Regions from separate parts of the Hordeum vulgare genome. Here region 2 is linked to region 1. A link is a contact called in public Hi-C data. All regions are on one chromosome and are shown on one strand. The core of a region is the stretch at or near the end of the contact, and the rest is flanking DNA. Distances in the headings are between cores, read along the strand shown. Region 1 has its middle 23 kb from the start of LOC123400060. Region 2 has its middle 31 kb from the start of LOC123397183.

Region 1 (7,453 bases), core at 3,509-6,008:
ACTCGTGTACAAGGAGATAGTAGGAACTTATTCCATGCCTTTGTCCTGTTCATGCAGCAGAGAATCCTCTCCCCTCCTCCTTTATAGATCTCCACTCCATGCAGCAGCTGGATCCATCTTCTACGTAACACTTCGTGCTTCAGGCCAGAGATCGTACGTACTTCTTTTCTCCTTCAGAGCTCCTAGCTCAGAACCACTCTGGCATGGCATGCACGCATTTGCCTTTATGTGCTCATTCAGGCCCTTACTAATTAGGGAGTTGAGTTCAGTTGTTGCTAAGCAAGGAAGTTTCATGGCTAGCTACATACTCCCTCCGTTCTTAAATATAAGACATTTTAAAGATTCCACTACAAGACTATATACGGAGCAAAATGAGTAAATATATACTGTAAAATATATCTATGTACATCCGTATGTAATTCATAGTGCAATTTCTAAAATGTCTTATATCTAGGAACGGGAGGGAGTACATGCTAGGTACTATAGTCGACAACAAATCAATTGCTGGGAAGAAGTAAGGAGCCAATCATGGCCACATGCGTGTTGTGCATGATGGCATGGCGCCATTTTGTGGAGTGACATCACGAATCATGTATGTGTATATGTGCATGCACATGCACATGATGTGGGGGGAGCAGCACGCAGATATCAGATATGCCTCGCGCGGGTAAGTGCCAAGCAGCCTTGGTACAAAAGCTTGGAGCTAAAGGAAAGAGCAAATGTACGCGCTACTCATGGTGTCGCCCGCCTTATCGTGTCAGCTTTTGCTCGCGTAGTATCATTGTATCATCCGGCCGACCTAGCTAACGACGATAGCTCCATCACTACCTAGTTCCCTAGCATGAACGTGGGAAAACCTTGTGCCCTGAGTTATACAGTATGTATGTATCCACGGAGTAGTAATTAAGGAGCCCGGCACTGGCAGTGTTGTGACACTCTTGTCACTGCATCTAAGTACGACGACTAAGTTTCAGTCATCCAGTCTTGGAATTTTGATCGTCTCAGCCGTTGAGAGACATGCAGTTCAAGTCCAAGTGCTGATAATAAGATAGTATGTGCAGTGTCAAAAATGCTTTTATATTATAAAACGGAGGGAGTAAGACGCTGATGTGAGAAATAATTAAGAAGCCGTCTCTTTAGGCGTGAGAGTGTGACGGGGACGAGTCCGGGAAAAAATAACAGGCCGCTCCGCTGTGCTCCGTGGTAATTCATGGACTCGCAGGGCTGGTCTGACTTGTGCACAGCGGCCTATCTAACTGCATGGCCAGATCTGCTTAGCCTGAGCATTAATTCGGAAATCAGCCTTTCATTTTCTAGGGCACTCTGAATGCTATATCACGGTTTTTGAGGATTAGGGGACTTCTTATTTGGCGCGGGAACAACCAGTTGGTGAATGCTTTTTCGGCAGGCTTTCAACGATCAATCTTGCGTGTCGTCACTTGACGCTTTTTCAACCACCGTCACGGCTCTTGTTTTGAATATTTTCTTTGAATTTTGTTTTTTAAATCACATGCATTTTTGGCTTTTTATGTGGATTTTTTCCCGTGTTTTTCTGGTGTTCTGGTTTTCCGCCTGAATTTCTTAGCTTTTGGATGGGGAAAAAATGCATGAAATATTTTGTTTGAAAAGCACAGTTTTTCTTGCACACCCGTGCCTCTCGAAAACAAAAAAATGCGTTTTTTATTCTTCAACAGGAATGGTTTTGCTTTCCCGATAGGCATGGATTTGCCTTTTGAAAACAGATAAATGTGTTTTTTCTTTTTTCTCCTTCGCGAGAGGCCTGGATTTGCCTCCGCGAGAGCCATGACCGTGCCTCTCAAAAACCAAAAAAACCGGTTTTCTATTGTATTTTCTTTCAGGAGAGGCGTGATTTTGCTTCCGCAAGAGGTACGGATTTAGTTCCTCGACAGGCACGACCGGACCTCTCAAAAACTAAAAACTATTTTCTGTTTTTTTTACGAGAGGCACGGTTTTTTGCTTCCGTGAGAGGCACAATTTTGCTTCCTTGAGAGGAGCGACCATTACTCTCATAATTAAAAAAAACACGTTTTTCGTAAAAGGCACGGTTTTTCGTTATTTTTTCATGAAAAAAAGAGTTTCTCAAAACCTATCAACATGGGATCTAGTTTTGAAGATCTCGACGCGGGAAATCCAACAATAAAAACGGTTCAAAATTTGAACACGCGGTTTAAGAGATAAATCGTTTAAAAGGATACAGATCTATGGAAAAACAAAAAACTTTCAGGTTGCGACTAGTGGCACACATACGATACGCCACTTGTCGCAACCTCGACAGGTGAGAGTGATCTTTGAAAGGAGTACTCCTCAATTAGTTATTTCGATTTGGCGCTAGCACGCAACACCCCTCCCCCTCTCTGTTTTTTCCTTTTCCCAAAAATTCAGAATATCCAACTGTCCTAAATTCCATAATAGTTACAAATTTTGAAAATAAATATTCACAATTTCAAAAAAAGGCAATTCAAAAAATGTTTACAGTTTAAGAGAATGTCCATGAATTGGTACAAACTGTTCATGAATTTAAAAATTGTTCATGCACTAAACATTATCTACAATTTCAAACTATAACTTCTGCCGAAACACCTAAAGAAAAAGAAAACCTGAACATTCTTTAGAATTCATAAACAACTTTTAAATTTTGAAGAATTTTCTAAAACAGAAAAATTATTAGAAATCACGAACATTTTTTGAATAGTTAAGAAAAATTTGAACAAAAACATTGCAAGTTGAAAAATAAGAAGATATTTCAAATGACCGAAATATGAACACTGTTTGAAACTTGGAATGCTTTTCAAAAGCACAAATTGTTTTTGAAATTCCCCATCAATTTTTGACAGATTAACCTTTTACAAAATGGAAAAAACAAAAACAAAAAAAACGAAAATAAAAAAGGAAAACTAATTAAAAAGAAAATACAATAGTAAAAGAAAACAAAACAAAAAACAAGAAAAACAAACAAAGAAGTGAAAAATCTAATTAACAGCGCCGCATCTCGGCTTTACCGTACGGCGGCTGCGCAAGCATGCATTGTGTTCTCTTCATCATGCATGCATGCATCAATGATTCATCTCTAAATGAAAAAAAATTAAAAAAAATTATCTCTTAAACCATTAATTCGATCGATGATCCGTTTTCATCGTTGACTTTGTTTCGACGAAATCTTCAAAACTAGATACTATGTCGATATATTTTGACAACTTTTTTTTACTCGTACTTACCAGATTTGTTACACTTACTTATCATATTAGTAAGTACTTATATGTCTGATAAAAATAACTTAATCGTCATATTTTTTGGAAATTGCATATAAATATGACATGTCGTCATAATCAAACTAGCAAGCACAAACAACTTTTTATAGGCGATGACCCGCGAAAATATGACAACTCAACATATTTAAAACCGATGACCACAAGAAATCTTTTTTGGTCATCGTTTGTAAATATGACAACTCGGCATAGTTAAACTAACAAACACACAAAATAATTTTTTGGCAAAGTTGTATGTAAATACGACAAGTTAGCATATTTAAATTGGCAAACACAACATATTACATGCTTCTTTATATCATGCATAATAGAAACTGCTACAAGGTTTTATACGAAACAACATTAAAAAATGACAATCAAGTTATTTTTCTCACACAAGTAAGTGTTTAATAATATGACAAGTGGGGACAAAAAATATGGTAAATATGAACAAAAAATAATAATTGTCAGAACATGTCGACATAAGATCTAGTTTCGAAGAACTCGTCACGAGAAAGTCAATGATGAAAACGGATCATCGTTTGAATTAATGATTTTGTAAATAAAACTTTTCAAATTTTAAACATCAAAGGAAATCGGGCCCAGCCATCCTTTTAAGGATCGGCCACATGGAAGAGCACATATACGAATCCCAAGAAAGAAATAAGAGAACCTTTTAAAAGAAAAACAAAACAGTGAGGGCACGTTCTACCAGGTTCTCAAAACAGTTGGCTAGCGGTTGTTAATTGGGCTAGCACATTTCTAGCGCTGCGGAGTTCCGTCTTTGCAGTCAGTCCACAGTTCGACGCAAATAGGAAATTCTGCCAAATACGCGTTTCTTATTTAGCAGTAATCACTAAGCTTTCATTTATTCCCCGGTTTTCCAGTTTTAGAAATTTCTGCCAAATATTAGCTTTATCTATAAGTTTTTTTTCTAACTTTCATTCATTCCCCGGTTTTCCAGTTTCTATGTTTTTATATACGTTTTTCCTTTTTATTTTTCTTGGACCTTTTATTTTTCTTTATTTTAATTTTTTTGTTTTCTTAAAAGCACCGATTTTCCCTCCAAAAATAACATTTTTTCCAAGTTCCATGAATTATGAACTTTTTTCTCAAATTGTGTTGACAGTTTAATGAATCTTTGTTTAATGATGACGTTTTCCTTGAAATCAACAAAAGAAAATTCAAATTGACGGACTTTTTAACATTTTTCCAAAATTGATGAACTTTTTTGAAAATTTAGTTAACTTTTAGAAAATCCCAGGATTTTTTCCATTGCAAATGAACCTTTTCAAATCCGGTGAAATTATTCAAATTTATGAACTTTTTTTAAAACATGAAGATTTTTCTAAAATATATGAAAAAAATCGCATTTTCTATGATTTTTAACGTTCCTTTTTTCAAATGAAGCCAAACTGGGGAGAGGAGCACTTATGTGCCGCAGGGAGGAGAGCATTTTAACGCAGTGAGCTGCAAATAGGATATTCCCCTGCGGATATCCCCTGCAAATGATTCCTCCTGTCTAGCCCAGTACTTTCCTGCAGTATGTGCTGGCCCAGTACAATGCTACTCGTTTGTTCGGCCGTCGTTCTATTCGCTAATGTGTTCATTTGGGCTTTATTTTCTTTCATTTTTGTTTTATTTTTTTGTTTGGTGTTCTCATTTATTTTTTAGTTTTATTTTTGAAATTCTTGATTAAAATATTAAATACAAGAGTAACTATTATGGAATACATGGACAACATTTTTCATATATATTAATATTTTAAAATGATTGATTAATAGTTTTTAAAATAAAACTTGACATTTTTTCCTACATGGTAAATATTGTTATGCACATTAAAAAAATATAAAATTATTGTTTAACATTTTTTGCAATGCAAGGTCAACATTGTTTATATAGACATTTAAGAAAAATAATAATTCTTGATCAAACTTTTGAAATAATTGTTTAACATGATTTTTCGAGATGCTTAATTAACATCTTTAAATACATTATCGATTTTTTCAGACACATTTTGAATACATGAAAAACATTTTCTATGTATACATTTAACATTTTCTATGTATACATTTAACATTTTTTAAATGCTTGGTTTACATGTTTTAGATGTTTTTATGTAAAGTGTTTTTGTAATATCATTTTACTAGCGTTGCAATGGTTGTAGTTAGTTGTGGTCGTCATTACATCAAAATTCTTGTAGTGGCATAGTTGTTGCCTACTCCCATGCCTAATCTTTTCTTCATAGAACATGGACAATTATATTATATGCCACGGGATGAAAATGCAGCTTTTAATCAAGATGGTCCCGACATGGCTAATTTTTTTTAAATAATTCATTTTGTTTATTTAATTTTAAAAAATACCTTGGTTTAAAAAGTTTCAAAAATAATACACCTTCGGCCAAGCCAAGGCCGACTAGCTCCAGTCGGCTTCGCCGTAGCCGATTAGTACGTGCCGGCTTTGGCTAGGTCGATAAGCCACTCATCCTCGCTAGCATGGCTCCAATTGGCTTTGGCTAGGCCGATTAGTACTAATCGGATGACCAGTTAGTATTAATTGGCTTATTAATGACCAATTAGTACTAGTTGTTGTTGGCAAAGCTGTACTTTTCTTTTCCTACGTAACTACGATTTTTTTGTGATCAAAATAGCAAAATAGCCCCTTTATAAAAAATCACGTCATAATTTACCATTGCTCACTTTCCCGTCATAATTTCCCGCGCTTCTAACTTCCCGCCATAAGTTCTTGCTTCTAACTTCCCGCGCATCTAACTTCCTGCCATAAGTTCCCGCTTCCAACTTCCTACTACTTAGTTCCCGCCGATAATTCCTGCCATATTTTCCCGCTTGTCAGTTCCCGCCTATTCTTCTCTTTTGCACCTATAAAAACCCCTCCACACTCCGGTGGGTAAGCAGTCGAGTGTAGTATCGTAGTTGTCTCAAGATGTCCCATTATCCTTTGGATCGTAGTTTTATCTTCGGTATGTCATCTTATCTTCTGTGTTAGCCAGCAATTTCAAGATAAACGATAGAATAGTTCCATGGGACGAACTCATCAGTAGTGACGTCCTATTGAATGAGTCAGCTCAGGCATTAGCTAGGAGTGGGTGGCCCTAGGACCTTTGAGAAGATACGAAAAGAACTTCTCAGGTTGAATGAAAAGATGGAAGAAGAAATGCAGGCACCTACACAAGGGCGTAGAACATCCATTTTTATGGATGGACGACATCAAAGACGAAAACGATATCTTCATGCCGAGTACCAAGGCCAAGAGTACCTCATCATCGAAGAGCAAGAGCTCTGCGTCGATGTATGGAAAGAGCTCTGCATTGATCAAGGGCAAGAGCTCCGCATCGACGGAGTATGAAGATGATGCCTTCATGTAGTTGTTCGGTTGTATTTTGTAAGTTTAGTCATACCTTTTAATTCAGATGTACTTTCTATTATTTGTTTGGAATGTCATGTTGTGGGGGCATTATGTTCTATCTAAGTACGACGTTGGATGCGTTTGTTTGTAGTATGAGCATTGAAATAGAACATGAATATGTCTCATACATAGAATAGACATATGTCTCATAGATAATTAGATAGTCATGTCTCTACTGATAGATAGAAGCGTCACCGACGACGTCTGCCTCAACGCTCACGGGGTGTGCTAGGCGTACTCCAGCCCCACCCATGGGGAGCATAATGTTACGAAGAGAAATCTCGGACCCGCCCTGGTCATACTATGTATCCTGGGTGGGCCATGGCGGAGGAGTCGAAAACATGTCCATCCACATGTTTTACTACGATAGTGGATCTTCCTGCTCACTAGCGCACCGGATCCGGACGCCGACGCCTCCTGATATGCATAGGATCCTGCAGGAAGGGTCATTAATACTGAATAAATATGTACTCTCAATTAATATCAAAAAGAATAAATATGAAGAGACATACCAGTTGGATGTTGTTGAAACGTGAAACCCGTTGTGGGACTTTGATGTTGTGGTTGAGGCCGAAACACAAAGCTGGACGAGGGAGCATGGTATTGTGGGTGCTGCCTGTTGGGGAACGTCGCATGGGAAACAAAAATTTTCCTACGCGCACAAAGACCTATCATGGTGATGTCCATCTACGAGAGGGGATGAGTGATCTACGTACCCTTGTAGATCGTACAGCAGAAGCGTTAGAGAACGCAGTTGA
Region 2 (7,453 bases), core at 2,834-5,333, 130 kb before region 1:
TGTGCAAACTTCTTTAAATTCGTAAAAATATGAAATTCATGAACTTTCTTCAAATTTTCTTACCTTTTGAAAAGTGGTCCTTTCTAATATAAACAAATATTAAAACTAGTAAAGTTTCAAAATTCATGAACTCTTTTGACCTATCAAAATATTTTCCGGCAATATTATTGGGCCGACCCATCACTAAAATTAAGCAATTGGGCATCCGGAATGCTGCAAATATAGTGAGATATAGCAATTGGGTGCCCGGGAGCTCCTACCTGCCGCTCATTGCGACAGGGACTCCCTGCGCCGCACAGGGCGGGTGCCCGACTGGACCGGCCCATTTTTTTTTACTTTTTCCTTTTCTTTTAATTTCCTTTTTCGGGTCATTTTTTCTTTGCTTTTCACTTTTTTTTATTTCAAGCAAAAACATTTCTCGAATTTGCAGAACATTTTTGAAAAATCATGAACAACTTTGGAGGTGCAAACAATTTTTTAAAGAAAGAACATTTTTTAATTCTTAAGAACAAAATTTTGAAAAGGAAAATAATTTTGAAAACCCCAAATAAGTTTGAAAGCCCGAACAAATTTTTAAAGCACGGATATTTTATGAATTTTGAGAACAAATTTTGGAACCGAGAACAATTTTTGAAAAATCGTGAAAATTTTGGAAGTGTGAACAAGTTTTTAAAACATGAATTTTTTTTCAATCTTCATTTTTTTAAACAGAAGAACAATTTGGAAAACCGTGAATTTTTTGGAAGCGCGAATAATGTTTTAATTCTGAGAACAAATTTTGAAACCGAGAACAATTTCAAAAAAATCGTGAACAAATTTGGAAGCGCGAAAAACTTTTTAAAGCACGAACATTTTTTGGATCTTGAGTTTTTTTTAAAAAGCCCAAACAATTTTGGAAGCGTGAACAAAATTTAAAAACAAAATTATTTTTTGAATTTTGAGAACAAATTTGAATACCGAAAACAATTTTGAAGAATTCTAAACAAATTTGGAAGCGCGACAATTTTTCAAAGCCAAATTTTATTTGAATCTTGAGAACAAAATTTTGAAACGGAGAATAATTTCGAAAATCCCCTAATAAATTTGGTAGCGCGAATAATTTTCAACATTTTTTCAAACAGAGAACAAATTTAGAAGCGTGAATAAATACTTAAAGCACGAATATTTTCTGAATCTTGAGAACAAAATTTAAAACCAAGAACTATTTGAAATTAACGTAAACAAATTCTGAAGCACAAATCTTTTCAATCAATTTTAAATTAAGAACAAATTTGTAAATAAAGATTATTTTTCAAATATTTGTTGAAATAGAAACTGAAAAGAAACCGGTTCTAGAAACCTTCTAGAAGTTTCATAAAACCGAAAAAACCGGCCGGAACCTGTAAAAGGTCCCTAAACAAGGGGCTGTGATCCCGCTAAATGGCCAACCCATCCCCTTCCTGTTCTGTGCGAATAGGGTCTTTCTGGGTGCCTAGCAAGATTTAGGCTACCCTCATGTCAATCTGTGCGTCAGATGGGCTAGACCCAGACGCGCGGGACGCCACAACCTTGTTTTTTTTCACTCTTTCGTTTTTGTTATTTATTCATTTTTCACTTTTGGTTATAATTCCAAATATTGTAAACAAATATATATATAAATTTAATTTATTCGAATATTTCGAAAACAATGTTAACCAGGCATTTAAAAAAAAATTAAATTGGTATGGAGAAAATGTTTTTTATGTACAAGAAAAATGTATAAAGGACATATACAACGTGTGTAAAAAATGTTGATTATGTATTTAAAAAATATTAATATAAGCATTTAAAACAATGTTAAACAATTATTTGGAAAAGTTTAATTGAACATTTGGAAAATGTGAAATGTTTATAGGAAAAATGTTGACCTTGTATTTAAGAAACGTTCAACCTATATTTTAAAATGTTAATTAGAAATTTGAAAAAAGTGTTAGTGTATAAAAAAGAAAATTGCCATTTTTCAAAACATGTAATGCTTCTATTTGAGATAATTTAATTATGCATTCAAAAAAATCTAAGATGTGTTCAGGAAAGATGATGACCATGTATGTAAAACATTTTAACCTGGTAGTACTAATCAGACATTTGACGATAATGTTAAATGTGTATAGAAAAAATGTTGGCCGCATATCAATTTTTTTAACTGCATATCAAATATGATAAATTATAGAATAAATGAAATATATATCGGAAAAATGTTTTTCATGTTTACCATGTATTAAAAAAAGTTAAAACTAGATTTAAAATGTTAATCAAGCATTTAAAAAGATGCTATATGTGTATAGAAAGAATGTAACCATCTATTCAAAAAATATTAATATGCTATTTGAGATTTTCTCATCAAGCATTTTATATTAAATAATTGTATATAAAAAATGTTGTCCATGTCATGTATTTGGAAAATGTTAAACAATTTTTATAAAGATGTATTAGATATATACCCAAAATGTATATGCAAATGGTGATCCTCCGAGAGTGAACAAAAGAAAACCGATGGAAAAAAGAAAGAAACAAACAAAGGCGAACAGAAATGATGGGAGAAAAAGAAAAGAAAAAGCTTGTGAAAATACTAGAATAGAAAGAAAAGAAAAAAAAATCAGGACAGATAGAGAGAAAACAAAGAAAAGACAGTGAGAAAACATGAGGCCGATAGTTACTCGGTGGCTAGCAGGGCTACACAACAACCAGGAGATACTAGAATTGGGAATACGCTATTCGCCGCTTAGTGCGTCAAAGTGACGGTGCTTCACACAATCCAGCAACCCAGCAGCTACTTAATGGGCCGGTCCAGAATCGCTTAGGCAGCTGGTGTTGGGAACCTTCTAGGAGGTTCCATGAACCGATTTTCTGTTTTTTACCGGTTTTGTTTGTTTTCTTTTTTGTTTCTGTTCCTTTTTCTTCTGTTTTCTGTTTCTTCCTTTTTCCTTTTTTTCAAGGTTATTTTATTTTTTAAAAACTAAGGCATGTTAAAAAATTGTTTTTGAAATTCAAAAAATGTTCTCGTTTTTGAAAATAAATTCTAATTTTTAAATAATTGTCGTTTTTAGAAAATTATTCATAACATCGAAAAACATTTGAGATTTTCAAAAAAATGCTTTTATTTTAAAAAAATGATCTTGTTTTCGTTTTTATTTTCGTCCTTTAATTTTTTCCTTTTCCTATTCCTATGGTTTGACAATTTCAAACTTTTATTTTGAGTTTTCAAAAAACTTCCTGTTTTCAGGATTCTGTTCAAAACTTTTATTTAAATGTTCATGCTTCAAAAAATAATCAGGAATTGCAAATAATGTTCTTGATTTCAAAATGTGTTCATATTTTTTAAAATGTTCATGTTTCAAAAATTGTTTTCATATTAAAAAAGCTGCATGATTTTTTCAAGAATGTCCGTATTCTCAATCAAATTCAGGAATTTAAGAAAATGTTCTTGTTTTCAAGAAAAAGATCATTATTTCATAAAAATATTTGTGTTTCCAAAATTGTTCTCCCTTATAATGGGCTGACCTGTTACTATAGGTGCTTCAGGCGCGATCTCCACCGTCTCGCCATTAGCGAGATATAGGTCCCGCGGTAGCAATTGCATGAAGAAGTAGACACTCTTTGCCAGCTTCCCATGATCTGTAAAAATAATGCTATACCAACGAAAAAGGAGAGCACTTGCTATAAATGAATGAATAAAGGAATAGCAAGAAAAGCATAAGCAAAAGCTATTCCCCAACGCTATATTACAGGAGGCAGGGAGGGAGACAAGTAGACAGCATCACAAGGATACGTGCGACAGGTTCCGGTCGTGATCACCAAAGCTAGCGGAGCCCCACACACAACATGTTGTTGCGTATTTAATCATGGCGATGATCGACTACTCGACGCGACTCCACACTCGTATGCGTGTGTGATCTCGCTTTCACGTACGCACTTTCGGTGTCAACGATGGATGGATGGACGCATCGGTCGGTCGATGGATGGAGATATCGATTCCTTTCGACGCGTCCCCGTCGTGCATGTACCGCTGCCGCTGAGCCGAGCCATTGCTAATGACTATATATATAGGTCGTCGATCGTAGCTAGGTGCCGTTCATTTCAATTTCCAGCTCGTGTCTGAGACGAGCTGATGGCTACAGTGCTTGACTTGCTGGTTCCACTCGTCACGTTCGTTGGATCCTCTCTGTTTTGGCCTTTTGGGGGGTAGGAGGTAGGCAGGATACGGCTGCTTGGCCTGGGTGCAGTGTGAACTGCAACTCATGGCAGCTCTCGTACGTCAGCTAATTAGAGCGTTTTATGGGTTAGCAAAGTCTCGGATCCGGCGATTGACGGCCGGCTAATTAAGTACTCCATAGTAGGCTTGGTAGTTGGTACCTACTCTCTCCGTTCCTGAATACATGTCTTTTTAAAGATATTTTACTAGAGCAGTACATACGAAGTAAAATAAATAAATTTACATTCTAAAATATGTCTACATACATCCGTATGTAGTATCTTGATGAAACCTTAAAAAATATATATTTAGAAATGAAGGAAATACATGATACTATGGATTCGGATTTAGGTGCAGATATATGGTGATTCTGCCTTCGGCTGGTGGAAGATGGGATGATGCTCAAGCTTTGCCCCCAAATGATTACAACGAGTGCCGATGTGCCTCTCTAGTGTTTTGTTCGCTGTCTCTTGTCTAGTACTAGCAAAGGAGTCGCGAGTTTTTCTTGTATTTGCCCGAGTATCATGGCTTCAAGAGCTGGCTGGATTGTTTTAGGGCCTCTTTGATTTACATGATTCTCAAAGCGAAGCAATATGAAAAATGCAGAAATAGGATGGCATGTTCCATAACATCCTACAAGATTTGAAAGAATGTTTGATAATGCAGGAGAAACAAAGGAATTCTAAAAAAAGTTAAGTTGGATGAAAATTTTCCTTCATAATGTAGTACAGATGGATTCTATAAAAAAATTCCTAAGAATGCCAATGCTACGAATCAAACAATCATCGAAGGGAAGATTTCTAAGGGTCCAAATCCTTCAATAGTCTTATGAGATTCCTTTGAATCAAAGGACGCTTCAACAGCTAGCCAAATTGTTTTGGGCGCTTACAACATCTACGCCGACCTCTCAAATCCGTCTCAAACGCCCGGGAAGGCCGCCCTGTCATTGTCTGGTCACAAAAAATCGAAACGAATTGTCGTCCTAAACGGGCCTCAAACGTGAGGGCTGACCGACATCCCTCATATCCATCTCAAATACGAAACAAATATGAGATGGCCCGGGTGCGCCCGCCACGTAAGCCCGGCCACCACCGACCCCACAAATACCTTCATCCGAAAACCCCCTAGACATCGATCACTTTACTCTCTCCGTCCAGTCCACTTTCGATCCCCTCCCCTCCGATCCAATGGCCGACGACGAAAGCAACTCCGGTGCAGAATCCGATGGCTCCAACATCGATGTGGTGGAGGTGGCCCTCCACATCAGGAGGTCGCTGCAGGAGCAAGACGGACCTGACAACGACAAATCTTCTTTCTCAACGCCCGTCGCCATTTGATGCAGCGCCGACGATGTTCTCGGTCCTTCCCGCACGACGCGCAGCTCCGGCCGCTCTGCTCCCCTCAATGTACGCCACCCACCTCCACCATCCATTTGTCCGGAAGTGCTACCCGACCATCGATGGGTCCCTGTGCTCGCGCAAGGGCCGGGGACCATGAGGACGCCCGAGTCCGAAGCGCGTGTAGCCCGGCACGAGGAGCAACATGCGAGGGAGAGGGGGTCTGATGGCCACGAGCTGGTCGCACGCGAGCGTGACGGTCGACCTCGAGATGCGCTCCTCATGTCGGTTCTCCATCGCTCTGTCACAACGACGAGACAGAGGCCCACCGCCTCCGCCGCAAAAATGTGGGTGCCCTGACTCGCCGATCGAGTTGTCGGAACATGAGGCAAACAAGGGGATGATCACGAAGGTGAAGGCGTCCCGCCATGCCAAGGAGCAAGACCAATTGCTCCATTGGCTGTCGGGCATGTGGTGCAACTCTCACAGCTCTGGCATGACAGACAACTTCACCTCCAGCTTCGACAACAACACACCTCCGCATGCCGACGCCTACACGGAGGAGGGGCACAACCGCGTCAACGACCAGAAGTGAAAGGACTCGGTGAGGAAATGATGATTTCCTCTACCCTTTCCCGTTTTGTTTATATTTAAAGTATATTCTAAGTAGTTGGTAGTATGGATTTGCAATGAACTATGCCCCTTTTTGTCCGGCGATGCAATGCGACCCGATGAACTTAGGTGACATTGTATGTGTTTATATGATTTTAAGGATTCGATGTATCAGCAAACGTGTTCGGACGCGTTCGCGGGCCTGAATTTGCTAGTATGTCCTTAGATGCTCTTACACTAGCACAACGAGAGACGATCAACACAGTGGATATGATCAGCAGGGCATACCACTTTAGTGGAAACAAATACACCATGTGGATGCAATGAATGATCATGAACAATTAATGAACTGTTCAAAAAAGAACAACAATGACCACGTATACCAATTCCGTAGAAACAAAAGAAGCCTCACATGGAAAAAGGAAGGACCAGTTGCAAAAAACCACCACATTTGCGGCTAGGTTTGCAGAAAACTACCAACTCGTTAATTTATTGCAGAAAACACGAGAAAATCCCTTAAGTCGTTGCAAAAAGCACTGATCTGCCAATTAGACACATTTGAGCTCGTTTCCGACAGATGGGCCCAGAAAATGCCGACGTGGCCTAACGGCTCGACAAATGGCGTCGCTTCGACCGAAAACTGTCGGGATGCCGCACCGGTCGCTCCTGGTCAGATAGCCCCCCCGGCCCCTCACTAGCTCCCATGTCTCTCGCCCCACGACCCTCTCCTCTCTTGCCCCTGCTCGTCGCTGACCGACATGGTTTCGTGGAATGACAGCGACAACAACTACGACTCGGCCGCCCAATACATCTCCTCATGTGAATCCCGTATCAAGGTGAGTGATGCCTAGGGTTAAGCTCTATTTGATCTGAAGTTTCGAATGAGAAATTTTTTTGGTCTGTCTTACTCGATTATAACTTGCATGTTGAATCTAGATCCCAGCTACAATATGTTGGAAATATGCCCTAGAGACAATAATAAAATGGTTATTATCATATTTCCTTGTTCATGATAATCGTCTATTATTCATGCTATAATTGTATTAACAGGAAACAGTAATACATGTGTGAATAAATAGATCACAATGTGTCCCTAGCAAGCCTCTAGTTGGCTAGCTCGTTGATCAATAGATGACCATGGTTTCCTGATCATGGACATTAGATGTCATTGATAATGGGATCACATCATTGGGAGAATGATTTGATGGACAAGACCCAATCCTAAGCATAACACTAGATCGTGTTGTTCGTATGCTAAAGCTTTTCTAATGTCAAGTGTCTTTTCCTTCGACCG

The links. A called contact is a pair of places that touch in the nucleus more often than the background predicts.
Region 2: a contact with region 1 is called in a Hi-C map of leaf, with 2.5 times the contacts expected there. The contact joins two enhancer-like sites. A contact is called at or near these places in 3 of 6 Hi-C or Micro-C datasets (leaf and seedling).

What each region holds. Positions count from the first base shown.
Region 1 is chr5H:498,909,431-498,916,883 of MorexV3_pseudomolecules_assembly, reverse strand. No RefSeq gene overlaps it. Among protein-coding and RNA genes, the nearest start is that of LOC123400060, 23 kb to the left of the region's middle. Within about 2 kb of position 4,758, at least 2 of the 3 cell types and tissues checked have open chromatin away from gene starts, as enhancers often do. A contact at or near this core is called in leaf, where this site is marked.
Region 2 is chr5H:499,035,686-499,043,138 of MorexV3_pseudomolecules_assembly, reverse strand. No RefSeq gene overlaps it. Among protein-coding and RNA genes, the nearest start is that of LOC123397183, 31 kb to the left of the region's middle. Within about 2 kb of position 4,083, at least 3 of the 3 cell types and tissues checked have open chromatin away from gene starts, as enhancers often do. A contact at or near this core is called in leaf, where this site is marked.